2 separate regions of the Macaca mulatta genome follow, and region 2 is linked to region 1. Evidence: chromatin contacts called from public Hi-C data. All regions are on one chromosome and are shown on one strand. Each heading gives the region's core, a stretch centred on a gene start, on an enhancer-like site or on the middle of the called end of the contact. The rest is flanking DNA. Distances are from core to core; before and after follow the strand shown.

The links. A called contact is a pair of places that touch in the nucleus more often than the background predicts.
Region 2: a Hi-C map of liver shows a contact between it and region 1, with 2.4 times the contacts expected there. The contact joins the promoter of HS3ST6 here to the promoter of MEIOB in region 1. A contact is called at or near these places in 6 of 14 Hi-C or Micro-C datasets (CD4 T cells, blood, fetal cortex germinal zone and 3 more).

The regions. Positions count from the first base shown.
Region 1 is chr20:3,100,892-3,105,410 of T2T-MMU8v2.0, forward strand. It overlaps MEIOB (meiosis specific with OB-fold), which reads right to left and starts at 1,888. Exons shown (of 14, transcript NM_001193903.2): 1 at 1,709-1,888.
Region 2 is chr20:3,141,029-3,145,547 of T2T-MMU8v2.0, forward strand. It overlaps HS3ST6 (heparan sulfate-glucosamine 3-sulfotransferase 6), which reads right to left and starts at 2,513. Exons shown (of 2, transcript XM_015125329.3): 1 at 2,022-2,513. The coding sequence starts at 2,410.

The sequences.
Region 1 (4,519 bases), core at 638-3,137:
CACCCTGCCTCACGCAGCCGTGCCTCTGAACTCCCCTCTGGACACTGCCAGTTGCCTGCTGTGTTGTCTTTCTCCCTCATGACACAGTAGCTCGTCAGGACAGAGCCAGGTCCTCACTGCACCCCACAGTAACCATGCAGTTCAGGGCCTCACATGCAGCAGCTGCCAGGTATGTGCTCACTAAATGAATACATGAGCCCTTTTAAAAGCGATCTAATTTGTCAACTGAGGATAATATTGCTACAATTAGCCTTTTGGAGAACTAGAAATTTAGTTAACAGCTAATTTTACATATATAACATGCACTGAAGTTATGGGAACAAGTGTGATTTCTATCTTGCTATTGTAGACAAATGAAGCTTCCAGGGAGCTCAGTGATGAGGTTCCTACGATTTTTTTCTTTTTTCTTTTTTCTTTTTTTTTGAGACAGGGTCTGTTCTGCTTCCCAGGCTGGAGTGCAATGGCGCAACCTTGGCCCACTGCAACCTCCGCAACCCTGGTTCAAGCGATTCTCCTGCCTCAGCCTCCCAAGTAGCTGGGATTACAGGCGCACCACCAGCAAGCTTGGCTAATTTTTTTTTTTTTTTAAGTAGAGACAGGGTTTCACCATGTTAGCCAGGCTGGTCTCCAAATCCTCACCTCAGGTGATCCTCCCACCTCGGCCTCCCAAAGCACTGGGATGACCGGCATAAGCCACAGTACCCAGCAGACATCTGCACTTTTTTTTTTTTCTGTCGCCCGGGCTGAAGTGCAATGGCGTGATCTTGGCTCACTGCAACCTCTGCCTCCTGAGTTGAAGCAATTCTCCTGTCTCAGTCTCCCAAGTAGCTAGGATTACAGGAGCGCGCCACCACGCCCGGCTAATTTTTGTATTTTTTGTAGAGATGGGGTTTCACCATGTTGGCCAGGCTGGTCACGTCGGCCTCCCAAAGCTGAAGTAATCCCAAAGGATTACAGGGGTGAGCCACCGCGCCCGGTTTTGTGTGCGTGTGTGTGTGTCTGTGATGGAGTGTCACTGTCGCCTGGGCTGGAGTGCAGTGGTGCGATCTCGGCTCATCGCAACCTCCGCCTCCCGGGTTCCAGCGATTCTCCTGCCTCAGCCTCCCGAGTAGCTGGGACGACAGGCACCCACCACCACGCTCGACTAGTTTTGTATTTTTAGTAGAGACGGGGTTTCTCCATGTTGGTCAGGCTGGTCTCGAACCCCCGACCTCAGGTGATCCACCCGCCTCGGCCTCCCAAAGTGCTGGGATAACAGGCGTGAGCCACCGCTGCACTTTTCAACTTACAGGTCGCGGCTTGGAAAACTCAAAGTCGGACCCACAAGTCAGAGGCTCTCAGCTCCGCGAGGGGCTTTCCCGCGTGTCCTCCGGCACCGGCCTCGATAAGCCCCGGGAAAGGCAAAGCTGCGGAGGCCGCGGGAGGCGCTGGGAGGGCGGGCGGCGCCACAGGACAACCCGCCCCCGCCAACCCCGCGGTGAGCCGAGGATGCGGCGGGGACCGGACTCCGCGTGGGGCGCAGGCACGTACCCCACACGCGGCGCGGCTCCGCCCGCCCCCTCCCCTCACGCGCGCGCCCGCCGCTCCCTCGGGGCGTCCGCCGGCCCAAAGCCGGGCCCTGACCCGCGCGGGCTCCCTTCCTCCGACGCCGCCTCACAGCTGGAGGCCGGGCCGGCGTCGCCACCACGCGGTCCACGCCGCTGCTCACCCGACGCTCGCCCGGCCGGCTGCTCCCCGGGCCTGCACAGAGGCAGCCGCAGCTTCGCGGACCAGGCCCGCCCGACCCCCGGGTCGCCGGCGCTTCGCGGCTTCTCCACAGGATGCTCGGGCCACAGCCTCGTGCAGGTGCGACGGGCGCGCGACCGTTAGCACGAGGCCCCGCCCCGTCCTCAGCGACTCCGCCCGCGCCGCGCTCCGACTCCGCCCGCGCCGCGCTCCGACTCCGCCCCCGTCGCGCTCCGACTCCGCCCCCGCCGCGCACCGACTCCGCCCCCGCCGCGCTCCGACTCCGCCCCCACCGCGCACCGACTCCGCCCGCGCCGCGCTCCTACTCCGCCCCCACGGCGCACCGACTCCGCCCCCGCCGCGCTCCGACTCCGCCCCCACCGCGCACTGACTCCGCCCCCGCTGCGCTCCGACTCTGCCCTCGGGGGAGGGGAGCCCAGCTGCCGTTTCTTCCAACGCGGGAGTCAAAGGGGCAGGACAGCAGCAGGTTCAGAGCCGCGTGTGGCTCTGTGGTCGCTCGATTCCAAAGACGGTGCGCCGGAAAAAAATAGACATATCTATCTATCTATAATATTATCAAGGGCGGGCGCGGTGGCTCACACCTGTAATGCCAGCACTTGGGGAGGCCGAGGTGGGCGGATCACTTGAGCTCAGGAGTTCAAGACCAGCCTGGCCAACTTGGTGAAACCCCATCTTTACTAAAAATACAAAAGAAATTAGCCAGGCGTGGTGGTGAGTGCCTCGTTGTCCTGTGGCGCCGCCCGCCCACCCGAGTAGTCCCAGCTACTCAGGAGGCTGAGGTGTGAAAATCGCTTGAACCCAGGAGAGGTCGCGTGAACCCACGAGAGGGAGGTTGCAGTGAGCCGAGATTGTACTACTGCACTCCAGCCTGGGCAACAGAGTGAGACTCTGTTTCAAAAAAAAAAAAAAAAATTAGCCAGGCATGATGGTCCATGCCTGTAGTCCCAGCTACTGGGAAGCTGACGGGGGAGAATCGCTTGAGCCCAGGAGCGAGGCTGCGGTGAGCTATGATGGTGCTGCTGCACTCCAGCCTGGGCAAGAGTAAGAGTAAATAAATTAATAAGATATATCTACATCGAATGATAGATTTGGCATGTATTACATCAAGAAAATACCCATAGATGTGTATATCTATGTATGAAAAGTGTGTATATAATTAGATATGCTAAGGATTGGACTTAGGTGAATCTGACGAAAATTTTCTCAGCTCTTCATGTTTTTAATTACTTCTATTTAGAAATCTAAATATCTGAAACTCTTTTTAGTCTGGATAAGCAGAGACTGACTAGAAAATAAAAGGAAAAAATATTTTTAGTCTAATGACTTATACTAATTTTTAAGAGTACCAACCCAGGGCAAGTAAGATCCAAAAACTAAGTCTATTAAATTTGTCACCTACTACTGTCCACATGTAGCATTGTTTAAAAAGAGAAGAACAACTTTGGTACATATAACACAAACATAAAAGAAAAATGCAACTGCAGAACCAAGTTTTATGTTATTATTAAAATACAATTTTTCTTTTCCTCATTTTTAAAAAATTTCCTAAATAATACTGGGAAGCAAAATAAGGTACCTGCTTTTCACCATTTCAAATATAATGGGAAGAGTTGGGTTTTTAAATCGTCCCTATTCCTTTCCAGTCTCTGCCTTTAAAAGAACATAGTTTTGGCGGGTCGCAGTGACTCGTGCCTGTAATCCCAGCACTTTGGGAGGCCGAGGAGGGCAGATTATCTGAGGTCAGGCATTCGAGACCAGACTGGCCCAATGTGGTGAAACCCCATCTCTACTAAAAATACAAAAATTAGCTGGGCGTAGTGGTAGGAGCCTGTAATCCCAGCTACTCGGGAGGCTGAGGCAGGAGAATGGCGTGAACCCGGGAGGCAGAGCTTGCAGTGAGCCAAGATCGCACCACTGCACTCCAGCCTGGGTGACAGAGCGAGACCCTGTCTCCAAAAAAAAAAAATAAGGCCGGGCGTGGTGGCTCATGCCTGTAATCCCAGTACTTTGGGAGGCCGAGGTGGGCGGATCACGAGGTCAAGATATCAAGACCATCCTGGCTAACACGGTGAAACCCCGTCTCTACTGAAAATACGAAAACAAAAAATTAGCCGGGCGAGATGGCGGGCGCCTGTAGTCCCAGCTACTCAGGAGGCTGAGGCAGGAGAATGGCGTGAACCCAGGGGACCGAGGTTGCAGTGAGCCAAGATCGCGCCACTGCACTCCAGCCTGGGTGACAGAGTGAGACTCCGTCTCAAAAAAAACAAGAAGAAGAAGATATCTTTATCTTTCCAAAAGAATAAACTAGTGGCCAGGGACAGTGGCTCATGCCTGTAATCCCAACACTTTGGGAGACCAAGGTGGGTGGATTGCCTGAGCTCAGGAGTCGGCAACCTGCCTGGGCAACACGGTGAAACCCCATCTCTACTAAAATACAAAAAATTAGCCAGGCGTGGTGGCGTGCGCCTGTAGTCCCAACTACTCGGGAGGCTGAGGCAGGAGAATTGCTTGAGTCCTGGAGGCAGAGGTTGCAGAGAGCGGAGATCGGGCCACTGCACTCCAGCCTGGGAGACAGAGAGACACTCAAAAAACTAAAAATTAACAAAATAAAATAAACTAGCATTTTAAGTCCATCTTAAAGGAGAGGAAAAAAATATAAAAATTGTTTTCATGCATTTTTCATTTGAGCCTCAGTGAAGCAATAATATTTTAAATTTTTTAAAATTTTGTCACGTTTTAGTAAATTAATTTTTACAGAAAGCTACATAAGGTT
Region 2 (4,519 bases), core at 1,263-3,762, 41 kb after region 1:
CCACCTGCCGAGGCCACAGGAAGGCGAGGTCACCGCCTGGAACTAGGTCGGTCACAGCCCAGTGGGAGCAGTGGCCCAGAGACTCAAGTGGGGGCCCTGGCTACTCCTCTCTGCTCACCTCCCCACAGCCAGCACCCAGAACAGAGCTTGCAGGCACTGGGGGCCCAGCCCAGGGTCTGAAGAGCAGATAATGCTGCCTTGCAGTTGGGGAAACTAAGACAGGGTGCGAACTTGCAGAGGCTCACTGCAGGCTCGTAGCAGGCTGAAAGGATGGAGGCACAGGCACCTAGGGGCACACCAGCCCCACATGGCCATGCCTCCTCGGACAGCACAAGGACACCTGTAGTCTGGAAGCTCAGCGGGCCCAGCTCTACTGGCTCTGCACTGCCCAGTGAGGGGTCAGCATGGCTGGTCCAAGGGAAAACCCCAGAGGCCACAGGACCTGACCCTTGGAATTCTCCATACTCACCCCTTCCCCTTCTAAAACACGAGGAAGTCAAGAGTCTACCAGAGCAGTCACTCTCCTGTAAGCCCCCCTCCAACCCCGGGCATGTCAGTGTCCCTGGAACCCCACCGCCAGGGCTAAAGAGCTGACCCCCAGGCTGGGCCTGGCCTTGGCTGCCTCTCATCCTCCCCAGACTGGTCCCCCAGGGCTGGACACATGCCCAGGGTGGGCCTGGACTGGCCTCAGGAACCTGGGCTCTTCCAGAACCCTCTAGGACTAAACCCAACCCTAGCTTCCCCTGGGGCTCCTCACAGCCCAGCTCAGATCCCACCCCAGTCTCTTGTCAAAGCTCATGGGGTCAGGGGTGGCTCTGAAGTTGTTTACTCCACTTAACTGCACATTCTCAACCCAAAGCCCCTTCTCCCCTTCTCCCTCCCGCCCCTCCGCTCCTCCCCCACTTCTAGCTTGGCAGCCCCTCCTCCCCTCCTCCCTGCAGCAGGGATTAGGGATGCATTCTGACCCCTGCCTGCTGTCAGGAGAGTGAGGTCTCTCCCTGGAGCCTGAGCTGAGGATGCCTGATTCAGCCAGGTGAGCCCCAGGATGGACTCCACGTCCCCTAGCCACCACCTGACTTCCCCAGCACCCCACGCTGGCACCAGCCCTTCAGATCTCAGAAGCGAGCCCCTCTCCTCTCACAGAGCCCCTCCCTGCCTGCCCTCCAAACCCAAGAGTTTTAGTACAAAAGGCAAAGTTAACAAATAGGGGTAGGCGTGAGGGGAGGAAGAGGATCAGAGGATCAGGAACGGAGAAACTGGGGCACCTGGAGAAGTGTCTGGGTCCTGCCGCCCCAACTGACTCCCCAGGTGGCCTTGGGCAGGGTCCTCTCGGCAGGGGCTCGGTCAAAGCTCGGGGATGAGCAGCCACCAGCGCAGGCTGCTTCAGCTGGGGCTTCGTGCTCCCCACATTCCACTGCCACACCCCATGTCCATCATGGGTAGAGGCAGGACAGCCACAGAGCCCCATGCATGCGGCTGGACTCACCCTGGGCACTCCTGGAAAGGCAGTCTCCTCCTTTCCAAAGCCCAGACTTTCTCCGGACTCCCAGGACCACCAAGAAGGATTCCACTGCCCAGACTCGGGGGTCTTGGGGAGGAAGGACGCTTTCTAGGTGGCTGCCTGGAACCTAGAGGCCCCTTTCTACGGCACCTGGCCAGCGGTCAGAGAGTCACACCTCCTTGCCCAGAGTGACAGGGCGGGAGAGGCATTTCTAACGCTGCCAGGTAATCCCACGGGCTGGAAACGACCTCCGGGCTGGGATGGCACCGCCTCCCCCAGTCCTGCTGGGTCCCTCAGCAGAGCGAACGGAACCAGGGCTTTCCCCAAAGTTTTCAAAGTTTCAAGGAATCCTAACTAGGTATCATTCCTTCTTCCGGAGCCACGACCCCAGCTCAGGCCTGGGCCCCCCACAGGGCGGTCCCAACCCCACTGCCCGGAAACCTCGCCCCGCTGCTCCCTGGGGCGCACGATGCCCTCCCCGGGAAGGTGCCGGTCAGGGCGGACAGGCCAGGGTGCTCACCGGTACCAGGCGAGGCCACGCTCGTAGCACCTGTCAAAGAAGTGGGGCTCAGAGCCGAGCGCGCGGACGTCGGGGTGCAGCCGCAGGAACTCCAGCAGGGCGCGCGTGCCGCCCTTCTTCACGCCCACGATGAGCGCCTGTGGGAAGCGCCGGCGGCCGGGACCGCTGGCCACGGGCAGATCAGGTGCTCCCGGGCGGCGGACCGAGCTGGGCGGCTCGGAGGGCGAGGGGGCCGGTGCGAGGGTGCGGGCGGCCGGCGGGCAGCGGCCGGGGAGGACGCGGAGGCAGTAGGCGCCGAGCACGAGGGCCACGAGCAGCAGCGGCGCGCGGGATGCCCGCAGAGCGGCCCCTTGCCCGGCCCCGCCGCCCAGGCCGCTGCTACCTGCCATCGGGTCGCGCCGCTCCCAAGCCTGGGAGCGGGGGCGGCAGGCGGGCGCGCATCTCGGCCCGCGTGCCGCCCAGCCCGTGGGTGCCTGGCTTCTGCTCTGCGCCCCGCCGTCCCGCAGCCTGGGAGCGGGCGCGAGGCGGAGGCGGGGCCGGGGCCGGGGGCGGAGTCGGGACGCCCTCCCCCTTCCCGCTTCCCCTCCCCTCCTCCCCACTCCCCCTCCGAGGCCACTGCCTGGGCTGGGACCCGCCGGCAACCGCCACCACCCGGGCGCGACTCGAACTGCTGGGACAACCAGGATGCTCCTGCTCCGAAATCCCGGGCCCCGGCTCGCTTGACTCCGGCGTCTTCACCCCTGCGCGGGGAGGATGCGGCGGCCGTGGCGGTTCGGGACGCAGGGCAGGGACAGGGCGGCGCGCAGGCCTGGGGACCCTCTGTTTGAAGGCCGATTCCCTCTGCCGCCCCAACTCTGGGACGTGCGCGGCAGGTGCATAGGCCGAGCCTTGGCCGGCAGGAACCGGAGCCTCATCGCCAGGCCAAGGGGACCGAGGAAGCGCGTCGATTCCGGCACTCCACCTGCCAAGGGAGAAGGAGGCCAGGCCAGCACCCTAGTATGCAGAGAGGGGTCCCAGAACGTGTGGGGGGAGTCTGCGGCCGGGAATGGCGTGCGTCCTGCACTCCCAGCTGACAGTCAGCCTTGCCACACATCAGGGTCACAGCCCGGCTGAGAGGTCAAGTCACCTCTGGTGACTGTTTTAGAATGGAGGCAACAGGCTCAGAGAAAACAGGCCTCCCTCCCAGGGGCCCAGTGGTGAACTGAATTCAGGCCTGAGACATACTCTGTCTACTAAGTCACCCCATCTGCCCAACCTTAGTCCACCTGGCACTACCCTGAGACATCAGTGATGCATTTCGGAAGGTGGCAAAGTGGACCCCACTAGAGGTGTGAAGGACTCAGGGAGCCCTGTGCTGGGGAAGAGAAAGAGCTCAGGACCTCCCCAGGGGCTGCCTCTGAGGGGCATGAGATTCAGGGGCCTCCCCGCTGGGATCTGTGAGGCACTGGACACTGCGGGAACTCCACACCTGCAACGCCCAGCAACAGCCTGCAGGGAAGGCAGGGGAGGCGAGCTGGGCTCAGAGAGGGCGAGCAACTTGCCCCATCCCAAGGCAAAGGTGGCATGAGACCCGGGTCCTCTCTCCGCCTCTGCCTCAGCCTTCCTGGCCACAGGGCTGGCACCAGGCTGGCACAGGCTCCCCACAGAGGCCCAGCCTCTTCCCACCCAAGGGCTTGCAACCCCTGTCCTGGACTCTGCTCATTAATGAGATGTTCCGGCCCTGACAGCATCTGGACAAGTCCCAGCAGCCGGGCTGCCTCAAGAGGTAGAGGGCCTCCACTACCCACACACGTTCCCAGCAGCAGCCCTGGCCAGAGGCGGCCACACGGGGCTGACGGGGTGAAGACAACTGACCAGTCCCGAAGCCTGGGCCCCAGACATGCGGGCGCACCTGCTCGTCTGGGCAAGCCTCCCAGCAGCCCCATGGGCGGGCACGCTGTGAGGAGAGCATGCTGGCTCATGCTGGGTCACAGGAAGTTCTTCTTCTGGTCTAGCTTGAAATGGCATTGTTCCCGACGGGCTGGCTCGGGGTGGGGGCAGGGGTCCCACCCTGCAGCACCCACCCCACGGTCTCAGCCATCCCCATGGTCTCAGCAGTCCTCACGGTCTCAGCAGTCCCCACGGTCTCAGGAGTCCCCACAGTCTCAGCCGTCCCCACGGTCTCAGCAGCCCCCATAGTCTCAGCCATCCCCACGGTCTCAGGAGTCCCCACGGTCTCAGCAGCCCCCACGGTCTCAGCCGTCCCCACGGTCTCAGGAGTCCCCACGGTCTCAGCAGCCCCCATACTCTCAGCAGCCCCCATAGTCTCAGCCATCCCCACGGTCTCAGGAGTCCCCACGGTCTCAGCAGCCCCCACGGTCTCAGTCGTCCCCACGGTCTCAGCAGTCCCCACGGTCTCAACAATCCCTACAGTCTCAGCAGTCCCCACGGTCTCAGCCGTCCCCACAGTCTCAGCAGCCCCCATAGTCTCAGCCATCCCCACAGTCTCAGGAGTCCCC